Linked DNA regions of Mus musculus: regions 1 and 2 are each linked to region 3. Evidence: chromatin contacts called from public Hi-C data. All regions are on one chromosome and are shown on one strand. Each heading gives the region's core, a stretch centred on a gene start, on an enhancer-like site or on the middle of the called end of the contact. The rest is flanking DNA. Distances are from core to core; before and after follow the strand shown. Region 1 has its middle 270 kb from the start of Lsamp. Region 2 overlaps Lsamp (limbic system-associated membrane protein). Region 3 overlaps Lsamp (limbic system-associated membrane protein).

Region 1 (3,405 bases), core at 117-2,616, 300 kb after region 3:
CTATCGGGACATAGGTTATTGCATCTCCTCACCATCATCCATGTAGATTCATTTTTCCAATTTTCTTTTATTGAAAATAGCCTTTTTTTCTTATCCAATATATTCTGATTATGGTTTTCCCTTTATCTACTTCTCCTAAATCCCTCCTATATCCCCCCTCCCATTGAATCCACACCCTTTATTTCTTTCCTTGGAAAACAAACAAGTGTCTAAACAGTCTATTTTACAGTAGATACTGAGTAGCACAGAAATACATCTCTGGTCAACATGGAGGTCAGCATAATAAAGGGTGTCACTAGTTCATGCTTCTTCCAGGGCTTAGGCACCACCTTGGCAGAAGAACAGAAAGACTGCAAGGGCTAGGTAAAAGGCTTACATAAGCACAGTGCAGACCAACTTCCATAATAAAGAGAAGAGGTAAGCATAAAGTCCTACTCCTAATTGACTACAATGAGATGACAGCTATGGGAAAGGGAAGATCAGATTTTCTTAAGGTGTGAACCCTGATGGGTTGCTCATGCTCCAGGGGGTCATTCATACCCAAGAGTATTTGGGCAGCACAGTACTCCATTGGGGTGAAATAATGATAGGAAGTTGGATAGGTAAAGACACAAGGACTGATCTTGAAGGAATTGGGGGTGAATGTGAGAGAGATACATTCTATGAAATTCTTTAGAATACAATAAATATATCACTTGAATGGAGAACCAATAAAAATGAACCTATAGATAAAGAGAAACTAAAAATATGCTGTCGAGAGTAGTGAGCACACGTCCCTATCTAATTATCAGAGAACTTGTTTGATGTTACCTAAAAATTAAAAATTGCTTCGATGCGACCTTCAGATATTTCTTTGATATGTCAAATTTTTGCAGAATGAAGATGTAACTATGGAAGCACGCATGCGGGCTAGTTCCTTTCATCCCCTACTCTGATCTCCCTGCCCCCACCCCATCTTCAGAAGTCTGATGATATAAGAAAAGGGGAGGAGGAACCCGAGTGATGGTTAGCGGGTTCCATTTGTTACTGTATTAGTGGGGCCGGGAGGTGCGGCAGCACTGTCTGTGGAATAAAACACTCCAATAATATCCAGGACAACAATGGCCGTGCCTGGCCTTTGAAAATAACAGAGAATCAGATGCTCCACAGGGCTGTAATACAGTGAATCAGAGGAAATATCTAATACTCCACGGGACAGTAATGCAGTGGATCAAAGGTGATATCTAATACTCCACAGGATTGTAATACCTATAATTTAAGTGACGGGCAACTAATTCCATGCATCCCTCCTTGCATGTAAGCAGAGAAAGCAACACAAGAGCAGTTATTTCTCTATGCACCACACTTCTCAGATTTTCAAACCTCCCTTCAAAGGCATCTTCAATCATGAGATGGAGGCTCCCTCTACTGGTCGAATGTTTTCTTGCAGCAGGTGTGAGTTCTAACCCAATTTGGGTTGCCAATGCCTTGTGACTAATGTTTGACTATGGCTAATGAAATAAGTGCAAGGGATAATATCTGATTAATATACAGTCACACATTCAGCGTGTCACACACATATGCATACAGTCAAGCTGACGCTGTGTCATAGGCAAAACCCACATAAACAACCAAGCACACACAGCCATTCACATCCTGCTATTCACACACTTGCAGGGATCTGCTAAGAATGACAGGGGCTTTGGCTCAGCAGTTTACAGTTTTTGCTGTTCTTTCTGAGGTCCCAGGTTTGACTCCTAGGATTTAAATGGAAGTTCACAACTATCTGTAATTCCAGTCCCAGGGAATCTGACATCCTCTCTTGTCCCCTGCAAGTTACAGCGTGCACATGATACATAAACATACATCCAGGCACAACATCTGTATACATTAAAAAATAAGAGCTGTGACATCTATCATCTATTTTTTATGTGCCTACTGCTGATGTGAAGGAGCTTTTGCATCAGGTAAAATAAAAGTTCAGGCTATATTTTCATGTCGCCCCGACTCACATTTACAACATACTTCTCCAGTTACTGAAGTAAAAGAATGATTTTCCAATGTGTACTACTTTAAAGTTAACTTCTCAGAATTTTTGGATTCTTGATTTTAGATGGAACGAGAAGATTTTCTAGACTCGTCGAAATGAACATACAAAATATCTGTGAATGACACATAATTATTTCTGGCACAATAGAAATTCTCTAGGTAGTGAATAAATGATCAATTTTGTCTTTGTCTCTGACCTTCTTTAGTGAACAGGTCACCATTGACATTCAGCTAGAAATGTGAGACGTTCAATATTTAAAGCAGGAAAACTTGAATATCTTAATTAAAGCATCCTCCCCAAATTAATAAGTATGTGTACAGCATGTTTTGTAACCAAGCACTGGATTGCAAGATAGGCTAAACACTGACTATGAAGACATTGTTGGTTGAACTTTTCCACCCCTGCAGGACATCTGGAGAACAGCAAGTGCTCCTCTTCCTCTGTCCCTATGCTTTGGCACTCCTATTTCTAATGATTGCTGTCTTAGTCAGGGTTTCTATTCCTGCACAAACATCATGACCAAGAAGCAAGTTGGGGAGGAAAGGGTTTATCCGGCTTACACTTCCATACTGCTGTTCATCACCAAGGAAGTCAGGACTGGAACTCAAGCAGGTCAGGAAGCAGGAGCTGATGCAGAGGACATGGAGGGATGTTCTTTACTGGCTTGCCTCACCTGGCTTGCTCAGCCTGCTCTCTTATAGAACTCAAGACTACCAGCCCAGAGATGGTCCCACCCACAAGGGGCCTTTCCCCCTTGATCACTAATTGAGAAAATGCCTTAGAGTTGGATCTCATGGAGGCATTTCCTCAACTGAAGCTCCTTTCTCTGTGATAACCCCAGCTGTGTCAAGTTGACACAAAACTAGCCAGTACAATTGCCCAGTAAGCACAGGCTCGATTACCGTTCATGCCTCATTCATCACTCATTCATTTCTGAGAAGATGCATCTGCTTTGGTCTGGACAGCTGTGACCAAGCCCATGCTCCTTTCCCCAGCTTTTCTCCCTATAGTCCTGTGAATGCACTTTGGTGGCACTTCTTTGTTATTAGTTGTATTTTTACAGTGTTGAGAACTCCTCCACAAGAGAGATGAAGCAAATATTGTGTTATGCAATTGTCGTGTCAATGTTTCTATTTTATCTTCTTCTCAAAATCTAGTCTCTCGTACAATACATTCTAAATAAAGCTTTCCCTCCCTCCCTCCACTCCTCAAAGTCCCCCTTACTAACCCCTTCTCCCAGATCCACTATGCCTGCATTTCCCTTCAGAAATGTGCACACCTCTCAAGGATACCAATTGAAGAAAGCACAAGATACAACAAGACTAGGTAAAAACCCTTATATCCAGGGTAATCCCATAGAAGAAAAAGCATCCCAA
Region 2 (3,409 bases), core at 739-3,238, 280 kb before region 3:
AACACAACAGTTAATATGATTACAAGCTGTGTGCCTAGATTGGGCAGATCTACTGCTACACTACCATCTTCCACAGTTTATGAGACCCCTTAGAACTTGTGATTTCTCCAGGCCATGTGCTCCTGCTCTGCTTTTCTTCATCTCCCTCTTCCATTTTCTCCTCCTTCTCTCTCCCTACCTTCTGATCCACCTTCCCTTTTATCTGCCCAATCATCAGCTCTCCTTATTTTACAAATTAAGGTGGGAAGCAGGTTTACAGGAAATCACCTGAGTGCTGACTCAGTGTTCGCAACCACTCACAGGAGAATGGAATTAACATCAAATATAATTAGCCCCAGGGTTATCTACAACAGGCATGTGTATACATGAGAAGTTAGATAGATATGCACTGTTAAAATAGATTTACAATACATGGCTAACAGTGTTCACTCCAACAGCCATAGATTATTTAACAAAATCGAAATTGCCAGACATGAAAAAAATCACCCTTTGAGTTGTTGATCACATGAGTCCAAGACTACCCAAATAATATAAACTATTTCCATTGCTTTTGGTTGCCTCCCAAAACTTGAAGGTAAAATTTTCTTGATTGAACTCTTTCAAGATAGTCTTGGTTTTTTTTTTTTTTAGTAGACTATTTTTGAAAACTCATCAGGATAATATATTTCAGAATATATCCCACCCTCATTCAGTGTTGTCATCTCCCTTGCCTTGGTATGCGTTTCTGTAATTCACTATAATCTATAACTAGCTCTTCCTGTCCAAAGGTCAGATTCATTGTTTGATAAAGGAAAATCAGGCTATAATAACCCATACCTACCAGCTATGAATAGTATCCAGTGACTATGCTATATGTTTTGTGTGGAATTGCAGTTCTTACCATTATCCTTATATGGTCTTGTCTCTGACTGACTCTCATACATCAGATTATGTCAATCCACTCCTTCCCCATCAGCTCCCAGATGTAACACCCTGATCATTTTATGGTCTCTCTCTCTCTCTCTCTCTCTCTCTCTCTCTCTCTCTCTCTCTCTCTCTCACTCTCTCTCTCTCTCCCTGTCAGCTTTGGCATAGCCCTTTGCTTAAAAGTTTGCCAACCACCTTCTTTATATTTGCATTGCTTGGTCTTTCTTAGTTCAAACTACATCAGACACTTGTTTATCAATAATCACTCTGATACTGCCCTATTTTAATTCTTTTATCACTAGTAAGCACAGGACAGGTTCATCTTCCTCATCTTGTTCCTAAGGTGATTGAACAGGAAACCCCATAGGAGGCACTCAACAGACATTTTTCTGAGTTAATGTATAAACTGTATAAAATTTATAATTTTTTGGACACACTCATTAACATTTATTGCTAAAAATCCACTGACTTCTCAATAACTGTTTAAGAGTGCTGCTGATATACTGTTAATTGTTATGAGGCACTATAGCCATATGGAGAACATTTAGCATATACATTACCACTGTGAATTTTCCATTTGGTCTATATAACAACTTTTAGGGGGTGCCATTTTTATGTTAATAACTGTTTATAGCTTAAGGAACTAAAACTCAGAGAAACTAAATTCATTACTGAACAACTCATCTTTTAGCTGAGGGGAAGATTCCAGTCTGATGGATGCTACAATCGATGTCCTTAATCTGACAGGCTTCCCCATCTGCTTAACTTCTGATATCAGCTGTCCATGGACATGTGACTAAAGGTAAAATGCATTAACACTGATATCCTTAAGAAAGCAGTCACTGAGTACTATATATAAGGCATTATCTGTGCTAATTATTCAAATCCATGTGAAGATGGTGATCTTCTGTTGTTCAGATGAGATCTTGGCTCAGAGAAGTCAGGTGGAATTTGAACCTAACTTGGTCTGACTTGGAGTTGAACTGTTTAATGACTGTGGAATGGTATTTCCCTGACCCAGAGAATGATGGGATCACATGCCAAGTCACAGATTACAGAAACCAGCAGCCTGGGTCTCTGCTACAAGCTGGGTGCAGTCCTCCTGAATGGCCACTACATTCATCTTGGTCAAATGACAGATGTATTGTGTCTTTAACTATGGAAACCAGTAATCACTGTGCTGGCTGACCACCAACTCTCTGTCAAGAGCGGAAAAACAACCAGAAGCCCAGTCTTTCATTATTACATTAGCAGTACCTCCTTCATTTATTTTATAAGCAATAAACTGTGCCTGTCTGGTGTTTCATTTAGGAAGTTTCAAATGAGATTGAAGATAATGCATCCTATAATTTCTCATCCTTCCCTGGTCCACAGGCTCAGGCAGACTGATCTCAGGGTGAAATTTGGACTCCCTTGATTGATGAGACTAATAAAGTGCCTTTATTGTGATATAAATAGCCTTAAAAATGTCCTACAGAGTCAATATTGGTGTTTGATGGCCTTACACAAGCAAGGTCCTTATCTTCAGGAGCACTAAAGCTTAATGAGTTACGGTTTTTGAGAAAGTTTGGCATTGAATTTGGGTGCTGATTTGTGGGGTTACATGGTGGCAAGAATCCCACTAATGACATGGAGGGAGAACAATTTCAAAACTACCCATTTCTTTCATACTCCTAATAGATCAATATATTTTCTACCTCTAGACATGAAGCTTTGGTAAGAGAATGAGGCATGTGAAGAACAATTTACAGTCTCTGGTTCAGCCAGACCTTAGAGTGTTTCCTTCCCTTCTCTTTGGCTGTAGCAGAATAGTATAAAGTCTTCTTAGAAGGTAAGAGTGTACTTTCAAGTACAATAACAAAGTGTTAGAACGCTAATACTGCAAAGACCCTGGGTTTGGCTGCCATTGTTGAACTAAACTTACCACTTTTGAGTATTGAAAATGTCATAAATCAAAGGTTATGGCTCTTTCAAAGCACAATTTCTTTAGATCATTGGTTCTGTTAACTCTATGCCCCATGCAGTTCCAAAGGGTGCTTAAATATTGTCCTTCGCATTTATTTCCCTTTCTTGACAACATTCAACAATTGTATGTGGGTAATCTCTGCTTGTTCACCTACATGCTTTTGACAGTGGATGTTCTCCATATGTCTCTTTCTTCATAGAAAACGGATCAGAAGATTCCATTTGAAATATGATTACGGTTTTGTGATCAAGACTCAGACTTAGTAGCTCATTAGTTTCTTGTGGACATTTATAACAAATGACCACAGACTCGGTCATCTAATCAACAGAATTTTCTCCAGGGATTTTGAAGACAGAAATTGAAGGTTAAAGTTATTGACGAGGCTCTGAAGGTCTTAAGGAAGAACCTTTCCTCCCTGGCTCCTCTTGATTCTAGTGGTAGCTGATAATCATTCAGTTTCTGATAACTGTGCTCCTCCAAACTCACTCTCTCTCTCTCTCTCTCTCTCTCTCTCTCTCTCTCTCTCTCTCTCTCTCT
Region 3 (3,729 bases), core at 811-3,310:
GCTATCTCAAAGAGCAGGCAGAACCTCAAGCTAGGCATATAGATGATTACTGCAGACTGGATGATGCCGGCATTTGGAACTTTCCACGGGTAATATATAAAGCCAAGGCATCCTAATAAATAATAACAGTGCCCTGCTCTTCCAGCTGCATTGTAATGCTGCAGATAGTGAATTAACATAGGACCTGGCAAAGAATGCAAATGAAAGAACTCTGGGATATGTCAACAGGGCTTTGGGCAAAGGATTCTGGGTGAAGTTGCCAGGGGCAAGACAGGTGACATAGTTGGGGACTGGGGTGAAAGGAACAGGGCTGGTGCAAATGTATTCTGTAAGTTTTACAAATTTTAAAGTAAAATGTTTACTCTGCTCAGAGATTTCCCTGACGGCAATGACATTCGCAAAGATTTCCCTGTGCATTCTTGCAACTCTGACATAGAAATCATACATCAATTCAAAGGAGAGTTGTAATTCTTAAGGGTACTTCCATAGATTTAAAGTTTATCCTTTGAAACTGAGGGATTATGGGAAATGGTTGTGAGCCATTTATCTTCAATTTGCATTACTGAAGTGTATGATTCTACAAACACTAATTGAGGGGCTGGAGAGATGGCTTAGCAGTTAAGAGCACTTGCTGCTCTTTTGAAGGACCATGGATCATTTTCTAGTCATCACATCTGGCAGCTCCGGACTATCTAGAACTCCAGTTCCAGTGAAACTGACCCCTTCTTTTGGCCTGCTTGGGAACTAGGTACTCACATAGCACACAGACATGGAAGCAAAACACCATCCACATAAAGTAAACAAAACAACACATGAGCATCTCTGTGTGGCCAGGTGAGCTAGGTTCAAGTCCTCCCTCCCCTACAGGCACTCTGTTTCAAGATTGAAAACAGAGAGTGTCGAATTTATATTCATTGGTATACATACCAATGCTAAATGTAGAATATCAAGGAGGTAACAGTTAAGGGTTAGAGTAACCAAGATGAGATCACCAGTTTTTAATAGTATATAGTTGGAATGGCAGTGAGGCCCAGAAGTAAAATAGGGTTCTGAAATCCATTGTGTTAGTAAGGGACCAAACTTTTCAAGGAAGGTTATGCTGAGTTGTATTTCCTTTAGCTCATACCAACTGGTCACCTCTCTTAAGCATGTTCTTCTCATTGCCCCTTTGGTGACTACTTAACCATCCTTTAAGGGTCAAGACCTAACTAATTCTTCACATGAAACTTCCTGCTCCATCTGTGGTGGGGAATATTCCATAGCTATTTTGAGATTTATCACACCCTAGGTACTCCACAAAAGAGAAGGTCAGAATCTGGGGGCATGGACCTTCCATTTGCCTTCTTTATAGCCTCACTGACAAGACAAAAGAGAGAAAGAATGAATATAGATGAAAGAAAAGCAGTGATTGAGGAAGGGAGAGAAGATGAGGAAGAAGGCCAAGAATCTTTTCCCCTTCCCTCGTATACCTCACACACTTGTTTTCTCTTTTCAATTTTAGGATTTTTAATATTTGTTCTAACCTCATATCTTCTCATCACAAAAAAGTGTATCTCTTATTTCTTGTGGCTCAAGAGGTGTGCTGTGTGTTGGGTTGGCTCAATCAAAAACAAAACAAAACAAAAAACAAAACTCAGAGGAAAGACATCTTTATTCCAAGCATCATAAACTAAGCCCAGAATATAGCTCTCTAGTACAGCAGATTTTAAAGTAGAAGTAGCAAGCTGTGTTTTAATTTCCTCCTCATCAGAAGGAAGGGATTGTATTGCACATTTAAGAGAGCTGCTCCCTTGGGCCAGCCTCAGCCATGCAGAAAGCCATTTGGGATGGGGCCAAGGACTTGGGTTGTCTATGCTGGAGAGTGGCTAACCAGAGTGAGCAGAGAGATTAATCAATCCAAGACAACATCTGTCAGGATATTGAGTTTGGCTCTTGTTATCAGCTGCCTCCACTTCAGGGGCTGTGTAATATTCAATTTGATTATCTTTCACCTGCAAAGAGTAAGTTTCTCTCTTTGCTTAAAAATCATTGGCACTAGCCGAAGAGAGATCGATCCGCTGGAGAAAATGCTGACAAGAAAAAGCAAACCAGAAATAGGACAAGAGGATGAGAAAGAGCATTTGGCTTCCATCCTGGCCCACTTCCTCAGATTGACTGGCTTGGTTTCTTACTCCTTAAAGGACACGGCTCTCTCTGTTTCTCTGGTCAGTCTTGATTATGGTAAATAAATGGTGACAGTGGACAGCACAACTCTCCTGTGTTTCTGTGAGATCTCATTAGTAAAAAAAAAAAAAAAAAAAAAAAGTTTCCACTGTGCCTCTAAGTGCTAATCCTCAGGTTCTGTTAAATTTCAACTGGAAGGGGCACACACACACACACACACACACACACACACACACACACACGCACATACACACACGTGTACATTCAAGTGCATGCTATATTATCCAGACCACTCACCTCTTCTTCCCTGAATTTACCACACACACACACACACACACACACACACACACACACACACACACACGTACATTTCTATAACTCTTCCTCCTCAACACCTGTCTTTCCTTGTAACAACTGTGAACAAATTCTTGCTACATTGCTGAAGACTTAAAATACTTATAACTATTTTCCTTGAAATGTTTCCTTTTCTCTCTTAGTCTTATTAGGTAACTCAGGATGTTCTCCAAAATGTATCCCATGCCTTCTTGTTTAAGTTTTGCATCTGATGGTGAGAAAATGCCAAAAATAAAGCCCTATTGTCTGGATTATCTGTTCTTTCAACTTTTATACAAAGCCAACCATATTCTCTCTCAAGAATCTTTGTATGTAGATCACAAAACTTTTTTCCTATTACAGGAACAAAACAGCTTATATCTTTTAGAATTCCACAAATATTTTTTCAATAAGCCAATTTTATATTTATTAGAAGTAACAGTAACTAAATAATTTAATGTGTTTCTATATAATCTGGGGTCGGTTGAACAGATTATTTTAAGTCTTAGTTTAAAATTACTTAAATTTCAATTCTACAAAGAGAAAAATTCAGAGTGCTCTTGTTTTTATGTTTAAAGTATAGTACTCAGAACTCAATAGGAAAAAAAAAAAAAAGAGTAGAGCAGAGTATACCATGATTCAAGGTGAGAAGGAAAGGAAGTCAAAAGTGACTAATTTGGAAATAAAGCAATCATCTTTATAAAATAAAATTCAGAAGAGTAATAATACAGACTAATAAAAACTTTATGTATAAATTAGGACTTAGACTAGTAGAGATGAAATATATTTCTCTAAACTAGAGATATCTGCACTGGCAGAGGTAAATTGACTATTATTATTGTTATCCAACTTGAAAGGGATATAGCTTTTAGTATCTGCCCACTTGTGTTAACTGTTTAAAAAATGGAGCAAAGGAGTAATGTATATCTGAGAGTACCTGTTATGAAAATGACAAACATCAGCTTCTTTTTACTTAGAAATTCTAAACTTTTGTTGACTTTCCTTCCATACTGTGAACAGATGACACTTATACCTAGTCTCATTACATAGCAAAAATAAATAAATAAATAAATAAATAAATAAATAAATAAATAAACAAACTGTCATATTTTTATTTGTAAAAGTTTTGAAAGCGGTATATAACAAACAGGAGGCTCCATATCTGCCCTCACCTAGTGCAAAACTATCCTCAATAGATTCTGGATCATGGGAGCATGGTTTTTACATCTTTCT

What was found. Hi-C and Micro-C count contacts between places; a contact is called where the count stands out from the background.
Region 1: a contact with region 3 is called in a Hi-C map of the N1E-115 cell line, with 6 times the contacts expected there. The contact joins two enhancer-like sites. A contact is called at or near these places in 14 of 484 Hi-C or Micro-C datasets (the N1E-115 cell line, Sertoli cells, cumulus cells and 8 more).
Region 2: a Hi-C map of the N1E-115 cell line shows a contact between it and region 3, with 2.8 times the contacts expected there. The contact joins two enhancer-like sites. A contact is called at or near these places in 1 of 484 Hi-C or Micro-C datasets (the N1E-115 cell line) and 3 of 115 datasets of contacts at active chromatin or transcription factors (embryonic basal ganglia, embryonic stem cells and oligodendrocyte precursor cells).

What each region holds. Positions count from the first base shown.
Region 1 is chr16:41,256,507-41,259,911 of GRCm38.p6, reverse strand. It overlaps a transcript of Lsamp not described here. Among named protein-coding and RNA genes, the nearest start is that of Lsamp, 270 kb to the left of the region's middle. Within about 2 kb of position 1,366, at least 6 of the 459 cell types and tissues checked have an H3K27ac peak or open chromatin away from gene starts, as enhancers often do. A contact at or near this core is called in the N1E-115 cell line, where this site is marked.
Region 2 is chr16:41,838,855-41,842,263 of GRCm38.p6, reverse strand. All of the region lies in intron 1 of Lsamp (limbic system-associated membrane protein), which reads right to left. Gm46551 (a long non-coding RNA gene) reads left to right here. Exons shown (of 2, transcript XR_001781926.2): 1 at 1-3,409. Among named protein-coding and RNA genes, the nearest start is that of Gm46551, 10 kb to the left of the region's middle. Within about 2 kb of position 1,988, at least 4 of the 459 cell types and tissues checked have an H3K27ac peak or open chromatin away from gene starts, as enhancers often do. A contact at or near this core is called in the N1E-115 cell line, where this site is marked.
Region 3 is chr16:41,555,407-41,559,135 of GRCm38.p6, reverse strand. The region is part of intron 1 of Lsamp (limbic system-associated membrane protein); the gene reads right to left. Among named protein-coding and RNA genes, the nearest start is that of Lsamp, 24 kb to the right of the region's middle. Within about 2 kb of position 2,060, at least 3 of the 459 cell types and tissues checked have an H3K27ac peak or open chromatin away from gene starts, as enhancers often do. A contact at or near this core is called in the N1E-115 cell line, where this site is marked.